Regions from separate parts of the Mus musculus genome. Here all the other regions are linked to region 1. A link is a contact called in public Hi-C data. All regions are on one chromosome and are shown on one strand. The core of a region is the stretch at or near the end of the contact, and the rest is flanking DNA. Distances in the headings are between cores, read along the strand shown. Region 1 holds the start of Plk1 (polo like kinase 1). Region 2 holds the start of Nfatc2ip (nuclear factor of activated T cells, cytoplasmic, calcineurin dependent 2 interacting protein). Region 3 holds the start of D430042O09Rik (RIKEN cDNA D430042O09 gene).

Evidence for each region. Hi-C and Micro-C count contacts between places; a contact is called where the count stands out from the background.
Region 2: a contact with region 1 is called in a Hi-C map of B cells, with 6 read pairs. The contact joins the promoter of Nfatc2ip here to the promoter of Plk1 in region 1. A contact is called at or near these places in 1 of 39 promoter capture datasets (cranial neural crest) and 1 of 484 Hi-C or Micro-C datasets (B cells).
Region 3: a Hi-C map of B cells shows a contact between it and region 1, with 5 read pairs. The contact joins the promoter of D430042O09Rik here to the promoter of Plk1 in region 1. A contact is called at or near these places in 1 of 39 promoter capture datasets (cranial neural crest) and 1 of 484 Hi-C or Micro-C datasets (B cells).

Annotation. Positions count from the first base shown.
Region 1 is chr7:122,157,998-122,161,237 of GRCm38.p6, forward strand. Plk1 (polo like kinase 1) reads left to right here and starts at 1,438. Exons shown (of 10, transcript NM_011121.4): 1 at 1,438-1,953; 2 at 2,539-2,707. The coding sequence starts at 1,546.
Region 2 is chr7:126,395,010-126,398,249 of GRCm38.p6, forward strand. It overlaps Nfatc2ip (nuclear factor of activated T cells, cytoplasmic, calcineurin dependent 2 interacting protein), which reads right to left and starts at 1,728. Exons shown (of 8, transcript NM_010900.3): 1 at 1,347-1,728; 2 at 933-1,005. The coding sequence starts at 1,706.
Region 3 is chr7:125,706,185-125,709,424 of GRCm38.p6, forward strand. D430042O09Rik (RIKEN cDNA D430042O09 gene) reads left to right here and starts at 1,686. Exons shown (of 28, transcript NM_001081022.2): 1 at 1,686-1,764. The coding sequence starts at 1,758. Gtf3c1 (general transcription factor III C 1) reads right to left here and starts at 1,504. Exons shown (of 37, transcript NM_207239.1): 1 at 1,273-1,504. The coding sequence starts at 1,493.

The DNA of each region.
Region 1 (3,240 bases), core at 188-2,687:
ATTCAGAGGCCTGCCTGCCTGTTTTCCCCAGCACTGGGATTGAGGGTGCATGCCCACTCCTGGCAAGCTTAAGTTTTTGGAGACAAAGCTCTGCCTTATTCAGAAAGTACAATCGTTACCCAGAGACTGGGAAAGACAGCAGCACTGCCATTTTTTGCTCAATCCAGCAATTGGATCTTGCTAAGACCCTCCTGGGGGAACTAGAGCAACAACAGCTTCTAACGGAAGGTATCACTTAAGTGCCCAGATAGGCAGGGGGGCAAAGAGGGTGTCTGGGAACAGTGACCAGAGCTGGCCGTTTTTTTCTATGAAAAGCCACACGCCTGCTCTGTGTGGCCACTCTTTTTACATGTTGTAAATCCATTTTTTTTTTTTTTTCGAGACAGGGTTTCTCTGTATAGCTCTGGCTGTCCTGGAACTCACTTTGTAGACCAGGCTGGCCTTGAACTCAGAAATCCGCCTGCCTCCCCAGTGCTGGGATTAAAGGTGTGTGCCATTACGCCCCGGCTCATTTTTTTTTTTTCCTAAGTGAAGGCTGAACGGACACTTCGGCAGGGCAGACTTGGCCTTGGTATACCGGCATGCTAGCACTCTTCTAACCAGCTACCCCCCCACCTCTGACTAAAAAATTAATTTTTTCTATTTGGGGCTCTGGGCCACACAACTTGGAACAACCCAGGTAACCTTGCATCGCGGGGCAGACGTCCGGTGTTTCTTACATATCACAGGGCATAGGAATCATCTGAAGGTCTTGTTTGACCGGCAGGTCATGCCTGGGAAGTTTCTTTCCTTTGGGGTTAGTGGAGCGGTAGCTGAGGCTGATCTCGGCTAACTTGTAATCCTGAACCCACGCCCCTCCTTTGCCTTCTTAGGGAATTCCAGGTGCTGCAGATGCTGCTGGCCTCCTGCGTTGTTCAAGAGAAGGGTTGAGTTACTTCTCAGGGGCTGGGAGCCCCTAGTGCCACAGAGGAGATCGGTCCGTTGCGCCGTGAAGGTGCATCTGCCTGCTGAGCTTGCTCAGTTTTGGGTTTATTTAGGCTAGCCGGGGAGAGGGCTGTCCACCGCGGAGGCGGTGCACTCTCAAGCTACCGGTTGGCCTGGAGTTTCAGTTCTAGAAGGCCGGGTCCGGTGGAGGAAGGTGTTAGATCTTAACAGTTAGGAGAAGCCCCTGGAGGAGGCGCAGGTGAACCACATGAGCACGCCCCAGCCGAGGAGCAGAAAGCAGGACAGAATCCTGTTCTTCTAGGGATCTTCACGTAGTTGCTTCGTTCCTGGTTTCCCAGGCAATCCTGAGCAAACGCAGTCCTCCAGTCCCTGCCCATTAAAAATTTCGCCGGCAAGATCGGAGTTTAAAGGCGGCTGCGCCGTAGAGCACTCCCATGGTGCCGCGCGCTGGGCGGGTTTGTATTTTAAATCCCCGCGGCCAATCAGCAACGCGCAGGCCCTTGTAACGTTCCCAGCGCCGCGTTTGAATTCGGGGAGGAGCGGAGCAGAGCAGGACCCTCTGCACCGACTCAGCCAGGTTCGTGGAGCAACTTCGGCATCATGAATGCAGCGGCCAAAGCTGGAAAGCTGGCTCGAGCACCAGCCGACCTCGGGAAAGGTGGGGTTCCGGGAGATGCAGTTCCCGGTGCCCCAGTGGCCGCCCCGCTGGCGAAAGAAATTCCGGAGGTCCTAGTGGACCCACGCAGCCGGCGGCAGTATGTACGGGGGCGCTTTCTGGGTAAAGGAGGCTTCGCCAAATGCTTCGAGATCTCAGACGCAGACACAAAAGAGGTGTTCGCAGGCAAGATCGTGCCTAAGTCTTTGCTGCTCAAGCCCCACCAGAAGGAGAAGATGTCTATGGAGATCTCAATTCACCGCAGCCTAGCACACCAACACGTCGTAGGCTTCCATGACTTTTTTGAGGACAGCGACTTTGTATTTGTAGTTTTGGAGCTCTGTCGCAGGAGGGTGAGTGTTTCAGTCGCAGTGCTGGGGCTCCCACACCTGGAACTTGCTGACAAAGGGGCACCGAGGTTTTGGAGTGACCTAGAGGAGTGGTTGGGTTTCAAACTTTTATGGAAAGGCTTCTAGCGAGGGTACTTGGCACTCCGAACTGCTGAGGCCGGGGTTCTGGGGAAACCGAGACCAGATCCTGTTGCTATTAGGGATGGAGCTCCCAGACGCAAGGCAGCGAGTCGGTACAGGAAATGGATTCATAAAGTGGCTAAGGAAGGGTCCCAGGCTTGGTGTGCCACGCACCTCTAACTTCCGGAGTGGGGCAGGGTCGGGGGAGGGGGCGGCTGTTTGGAGTCAGATTTTAGAGCTTTCAGGAAAGGGAGGGAATCTCCTGCCAGGAGGAAGCCCTGGGTAGGGGAGTCGAGAGTGGGGTTGAGAGAAGACTCAGGAGAGGGTCTGGTGAATGATAGTGACCAACCAGTGTATGGGTAGAACTATCAGAAACCTGCTAAGACTCTCCACTCCGAGCGTCTAGTCCTAGCCACATCCAGCTAGCCACTCTTCTTGGACTTCAGTGACCTCTTTCTCCCTCCTCAGTCCCTCCTGGAGCTGCACAAGAGGAGGAAGGCACTGACCGAGCCTGAGGCCCGCTACTACCTGCGACAGATAGTCCTGGGCTGCCAGTACCTGCACCGCAATCAGGTCATTCACAGGGACCTCAAGCTGGGCAACCTCTTCCTGAACGAGGATCTGGAGGTGAAAATAGGTGAGGTGCTGGGCCTTCGGGTGTCTGGTGTCAGGGCAGGAGGGGACAAGGAGGGGAAGGTGAGGAAATAGAGATGCTGCCCTCTAGTTAGGAAGTGGAAAGTGTGTGTGTGTGTGTGTGTGTGTGTGTGTGTGTTTGTGTGTGTGTGACACTTTCCTTGCCTTTTTTTTAGATGCATTGGTGTTTATGCCTCAACTCAGTAGTTTTGAACTTGGGGCCCCTCCCCCAAATGCTTCTCTATAACCTAGCACTGAGCCAGACCCTCAGCCAATTTCAGGTCTGGACTTACGCTGTAGAGTATGGCAGGCAGCATCTCCTCAGGTGTCTCTTTACTAAGCTGAAAAACCTGCCCCCTTGAGTCTGATTGGCCAGTCCCTAGATCCCTGTCACTTCTCCACACACTTGCCCAGCAGCAGTCACGAAGATCATCTACTTGATTCCCCAGTGCATCTAATTCTGCTATCCTGTGCATTTTAAATTTCATTTACTTATGAATGGAGACAGGCTAACTTCAAGGAGTCAGTTCTTTCTTT
Region 2 (3,240 bases), core at 478-2,977, 4.2 Mb after region 1:
GATACCCTGCACATGGATATCTTTTCTATCATGTCACACTTCTACATTCCAGGTGCTATCCTAACCACGGATGTGGCAAATAAAATATACACAAAATCCTTTTAGTTCTCACCAAAAATCTTTAAGATAGGTCCACTATTATCCCCATTCTCCTCATGAGGAAAACTTGCTCAAAGTCACACAGTTATGAAGGATTCAAATACAGGCCACAAGACTCCTGAGCCTGTTCTCAATCAGCCTACCACACGCCCTCACCTAACAGAAAGGAGTCTTAGTTCCAGGTCTTTGCAGACTGTTATCACTCCCCTATTAGCCTTGACTCGTAGTCACTGGCCTTATTAAAGGGTTTGCAAAAACTTATCAGTAGAGAATAAAGAATGGGCAGTTCTGATAAAGTCAAAGAAACACTCTTCTGGCTCCAAAGTGTTCCCAAGGAATGGAACACTGTAGGAGTGTAACAAGATGTCACAGAGTCTCAGAACTCCCTTCACCCCTATTATGATAACACAGATCAAAATGTCAAGGGTAGGTACCTCAAACTTCACTCTAACATATCCATATGCCCGTTAGGACCCGAAGAGGGGAAGGGGTGGACATGGCTATTAAGTAGGTTCCTGTGACTTCTGATTAATGAACCAGCATCTTTATGGACCATAACTTTCCCCTATCTCAGACTCAGGAGTCCATTTTCCCAATACCACTTAGAATCAAAATTGTGTGTCAACTGGATAACACTTGAGCATCATTCTCCAGACCCTAGATACCACTGAAGCACAGAGAAAAGGGGTGGGGGTGGGGGCAGGGGGACGGAGGGTGCTGGAGCGAGGGGGGGGCGCGGGGGGGGGGGGGAGATATCACTGACTACAGGGATGTAAACTCTAGGAAGTCTCAGAGAAGCCAGTGCAGGGTACTCCCGACAAACCCACTCTTACCATCTTCAGGCTCTGAAGGGCACAGTTTCAAGAGGGATGAATTATCTGGAATGAGGTTGAGGCTGCTCTGTACCTACGAAGACAAAAGGGGGAAGAGGAGGTGGGTCTCACATCCTGCCAACCCTACTTAAGACAAGAATGGCTCTTCCCTCGATTCCAGCACTTGTCTTCTCTAAGGACTCCAATCCCTGAAGCGCATCTAGAAGGCCAGCTTCCCTCGATCGTCCCTCGATCTCTCTCAGCCTCCCTCTACCCGAAGATACAATCCCAGATAACTCCATACATCTAACATTACCGACCCCCTCGTATCTCCAATCTAAAAGTATTCATCACACACACACACTGCCCCAAGCCAAACCCGCCACGCCAGTCTTAGCACTCCCCCAACAACCCTCCTTGGGGACCTTGCTGCACCTTCCCGGAGTACACTGGGACCACCGGCGCCTCTCCGGGATCCAGCAGCCGCCGCCGCCGCCGTCGCACCAATGTACGCGGGGCTCCCGCAGGCCCCTCGGCCGCCCCTTCACTGTCACTGTCGCTGTCCTGCTCAGGTTTAGCCGGCGCGGGGAGGCGGGCGACCGGCACCTCTACTGGGTCTGCGACTTCCAAGACCTCTTCGTCGCTGTCACTGACCAAGTCCACAAGCACGGTGTCTGGAATGAGCCTAGCCGGAGACTGCCGGGCGCGAGGACACCGGCCACGGGCGCCTCGGGCTCTCCGAGCGCCTCGGCCACCGCGGGACCTCGGACCACGTCCCCTCAGTGGTTCCGCCATCTCCCACACTGCTTCCACAAACACCGGCCTCTACACAGTCACCGGCCCACCGTATTAGCGTCTGTCCCTTTCATTGGACGAACAGCCTGCCGGTCATCATCTCTTCCCGCCCACACGCTCTGGATCCGCCTATCCACGTTCTCATTGGTCTACTTACCTGTCTATCACCTACCCTCCACTAAAACAAAGGCGCCAAAGATTCCAATCTCTTTGGTACAATCAAAAAAGGTTTCGATTCTGTACAGTTCATCCATTGGCTAAATTTCCTCCTGACCCAGCCTTCCCCAGGGCCCGCCCATTAGAGAAATCCATTTTCCTGGTTGGTGAAAGACTGGCGCATCCTGGGAATTGTAGTCCTCATTCTCGGAAGCCACAGAAAAAGCCTTGTGGAACTAAGGTTAGAAGCTGAAGATCTTGGGCTGTGGATTCCTTTTGTGTCCTCAACCTCTGTGTGGCAGGAGTTCCATTCCACACTAAACACCTTCATGCATGTCACCTCTGAAATACTCTACAAACACAATATCAAAACAATATATGTCATAGCACAGCACAACTCAGAAACACTTTTTAAGACAATTACAAATTAAAATAAGAGACTTACTTCCCTGTTGCAAAGAAAAGAGGCTTCCTTCTGGCTCCTCTTTCCTGATCATTGAAATATGAATGCTTCTCGGTTTACAGCGGGGTTACTCTTGATAAAGGCCTTGCTGCCGCTTATCTGCACAATGTACTACAGAGCACCAGGGTTCATGCTCGTGATTGTAGACTGACTGGGAGCTAGCTGCGCTTTCCAGCAACATGCTATGCACACTTAGCTCGTTTGGGAAACAATACAACTTCAAAACTCAGAAAGGTCTGAATTCTGAGAGGTCTTTGATGGTTTAATGTTTGTCTGCTGGTCAATACCCTGCTGGCATTCACTCATGCATGTGGAAATTAACTGAAAAAAATGTAAGTACTGTCAGTACCATGGTTGTGCATATGCTAATCCTTCTAATGTCTTAATAAACCCCTTGCCTTTTCACAACTCAGCAATTCAAGGTAGAGTCTTCTCTTTGAAATGCAGACATCACTGGGCAGTGGTGGCACAAGACTTTAATCAAGCACTTGGGAGGCAGAGGCAGGCAAATCTCTGTGAGTTCAAGGCCAGTTTGGTCTACAGAGTGAGTTCCAGGACAGCCAGCACTGCACAGAAAAAGCCGGTCTCAACCGACCCCCCCCCCTAAAAAAATCAAACTGGGGAAACCAGATCCAAGAACTTATCAGGTAGGCCAGACCAAGAGTATGACTTCCTCATAAGGAGCCCATAAAGTGATGGATGCCTGCCACTGAGATGGTATGCCTCCACAATATCCTGTCGCCTGATACCCGATGACTAAATCATAGACTGATAAGCAGAGGGTTCTCTGACTTTCTCTGGAGCTTAGCTTGCCTCAGTTTCCCACTGTTGCCTGGCCTGCTCAGCTGCCTACCCCTACCCCTGCTCTCCTGACCCAACCTGGACTTAAAGCCACCATTTCCTGCTTTTGAATCC
Region 3 (3,240 bases), core at 436-2,935, 3.5 Mb after region 1:
TATAGTAAAGGACAGCTTCATCAAGTGGACTAGATGATCACAGGTTCTTTCTCAGACAGTTTAGTCAAGGGCAGAGTAGATCCTGGACCTAAATTTCCTGGAATCCTAGTGGATGCCCACTTCACCCCCTGAGCCTCCTCTTCAGGGTGTTGTAAAACTTTCCACGCTCCCTGCTTCCAAGCGTACTCTTCAGGCGCACGCAGTTCACTTCTCTCCCGTTAAGCTATTCTACTTGGTGTTGCTTGTTCAGAGCACTCTGCCAAGTGGCCGCCTAAATCTAAACTTATCTGGTTCATTATTACCTCTAGAACCTCCTCTGACCTTCATAATATAGCTTAAGAGTTCCAACTTGCAGGGCATGGTAGGGCATGCCTGTAACCCAAGTGCTAGAGTGCAGAGGCAAGCGGGTATGATATGAAATCACACTGAACTGTATTGTCAGCTCTTTCTTCTTTTTTTTTTCTTTTTTTCTCTTTTCTTTTTTTTTTTTGGTTTTTCGAGACAGGGTTTCTCTGTGTAGCCTTGGCCTCGAACTCAGAAATCCGCCTGCCTCTGCCTCGCAAGTGCTGGGATTAAAGGCGTGTAACACCAAGACCAGCTCGTCAGCCCTTTCTTAACAAAAACTTGTACAGGGGAGTAAGGGGTGGGCTGAGGCTAAGGGCAGAGCATGCAAGGAGCTGGATTCTGCTCCTGGAGAAGGACAGATAGGAGAAGGGAAAAGTGCATTTAGCAATCCCTGAATCCTGTACTTAACCTAAGGTTAATCCCTTAACCTCTCGGCGTCAGTTTCCTCCTCTGTAAAATGAAAAGACAATAGTGTCTCGCTCAGTGTCGCGGAACTGAGTTCTGTCGCTTCCAGAACTGGGTCTTGGAACCCACCTATGGGAAGCGCCCAGTCCACCTCGGCTACTCTTTCACTGCTATTCGGGGCTATGCAGACCTCCAGTGAGCTGCCTTAGCTTTCGGAACGAACGCTCCCTAAAGGTCCCTGAAGGACCTCACCTAGTCCCACTTTTTAACCACTTTCCTACTCCCGTCCTATCACCCAACTTAAAGGAACTCTTTAGACTCGCTCCTTTAACACACTGGGAAACAGTTCCGTCACAGCGGATACCCCATCCCCCAGCTCATCTACTCCGGCCTGCTAGGGCGCAGAGCTCAGGTTTGCTCGCCTCCCGCGCCCATCCCCCACGTCCCACGGTCCCCGTTCTGCATCGCACCATCCTGCCCCGCTCCAGGCTCTCAGCCCTCGCCCCACCCCTGGTGGCTGACCGGTCTTGGAGCTGCAGGTCAGGTCTCTCTCGCGGCTCCTCGTAGAAACTGATGCCCGGGTGCGTGGCTAAAGCCCGCCACAAAAACTCCTGCGTGTAGGGTTCCAGAGGCAATGGGAAGGCAGGCGAGCGGGATTCCAGGCGGCTCCACAGCGCGGGCAGGCACAGGCCGTCGAGCCCCTCCAGGGCCACCTCGTCCAACAACGACTCGAGCGCGTCCATGGCCGCTTCAGTTAGCAGCGCCCGGGGCGCCTGCGCACCTCGCCGCCGAGGCCAGGGCCCAATGCGCCTGCGTACAGCGATCCGAGGCCTAGGGAGGACTGATGGGGAGTCCCAGCGCTCCGCCGTGACGTCACGCTACCCGAGGGCGGGCTCAATGATCAGAGTTCCTCCTCCATTGGTCCGGAACCCCGTAGTAACCAGGGGAACTGCAAACACTGTCAGGGCCGCTTCCGGTTCGGGAGGCCGGAACCGCCGCCTCTAGGGATGGACGGTTAGTGTCCGTGGGCCCCGCCGGGAGGTTGGGCGGCCGTCCCTCATCCCTCGGAGGTGTCTCAGGGAGGAACGCCTAGCCACAGGGACCCCGGCCCAGGATGGTGTCCAGCCTGAGGGGAAGGTTCTGGCGGTGCGGGATGGGGACCACGGCTGGGAGTGGTTTTGTAGGAGTCCCTCTCTCAGACTTAGGGAGGGGGGACGGGGAAGAGATTGGCGCGGGGGAGGCGTGAGGAGGATTGCGGGGGTCCTGGGATGGGCGATGGGAATGTCGAAGTTGGTTGGCGGTAAGCGTGTCCCTTGGGAGTACGTTTGTCAGCTCCTGGCATCAGGAGTGGAGGGAAAGGGCTGGGAAGAGTTTTATGTGCTTCGGTATTGTTGATAACTCACGTGAACTGAGTACTGTTCGGTGCCAGGGTTTCTGTAGCTACTGACAAGTGCAAACGTTTCACAGCAGTCCTTTGGGATAGTCACTTATTTTACAGGCGAGGGAGCTGAGGCTCAGACAAGGCAGGCCACTTTGCCTGGCCAAAGTCAAATAGCTAATCAAGAGACAGCATGAGTAAGACTCCTGGACGATGGGAGTTTAAAATCTGAAAAAAAAAAATATTTTAGAAGCCTTCCATTCCAGAGCTTGCCAGTGCACATGTCTACGGGAGCAAGTTTGGTGGGCTGTGACTGATAAACCAGTTGCCAATCTGTACAGAAGCAGATTGTTTTTAGGAGCAAGTCTCAAACTATGATAGCCAGTTAGTTAGTCAGTCGTAAGGCTAAAGGCAGCCTGGTTAGAATCACTGTGGACACTCAGGCGCTCCCTGGGAATAGCTGTTCTGATATCCAGCTTTTCAGATGGGAACACTGATGTCTGAGGAGACTGGAAGGGTCTGTGCTGCTTCACAGTTCATTACTGCCCCTTCCTTCTGCATTGCTGTGAAAGCCAGTGGATGTAGCATGGAAAGACATGTTACCATCGAATGTGTTACATCTGCTTAAAGGGTGCCTTTGTCCTTTGTCCTCGAGGCACTATAAAAAAATGCGTTTTATCAGTTTGCCCTGTCCTGCTGTCGAACAGTGGTTCTTAAAATCTAGGAGTCCTTGGACTCCTTTAAGCCTTTCCTTTACAAGACCTTTAAGCAATATAAGTGTGTATTATATCTGTGATGCTGCCACATAAATGCAAAATTTCAAGACATTTATTCACTTAGAACGAACCTCAGGCCAAGAGCGGTGGTGCATGCCTCTTCCCCAGCCCTCAGGACATCTCTGTGAGGATGACCTCTTCTACAAAGTGAGTGCCAGGTCAGCCAAAGCTAAGCTACTTGGGGAGGCCCTGTCTCTAAACAAACAAGAAACAGGAAACTCTTACTCCTGAACTTAGATCTTTTAAGTGAAGATAGCTGTGTGTACCCCTCCTCCAAATAGGAAAAAAAAAAAAAAAAAGTAATAGCTTTCTATTTCCTCTCTCCCTTTCTTTCCC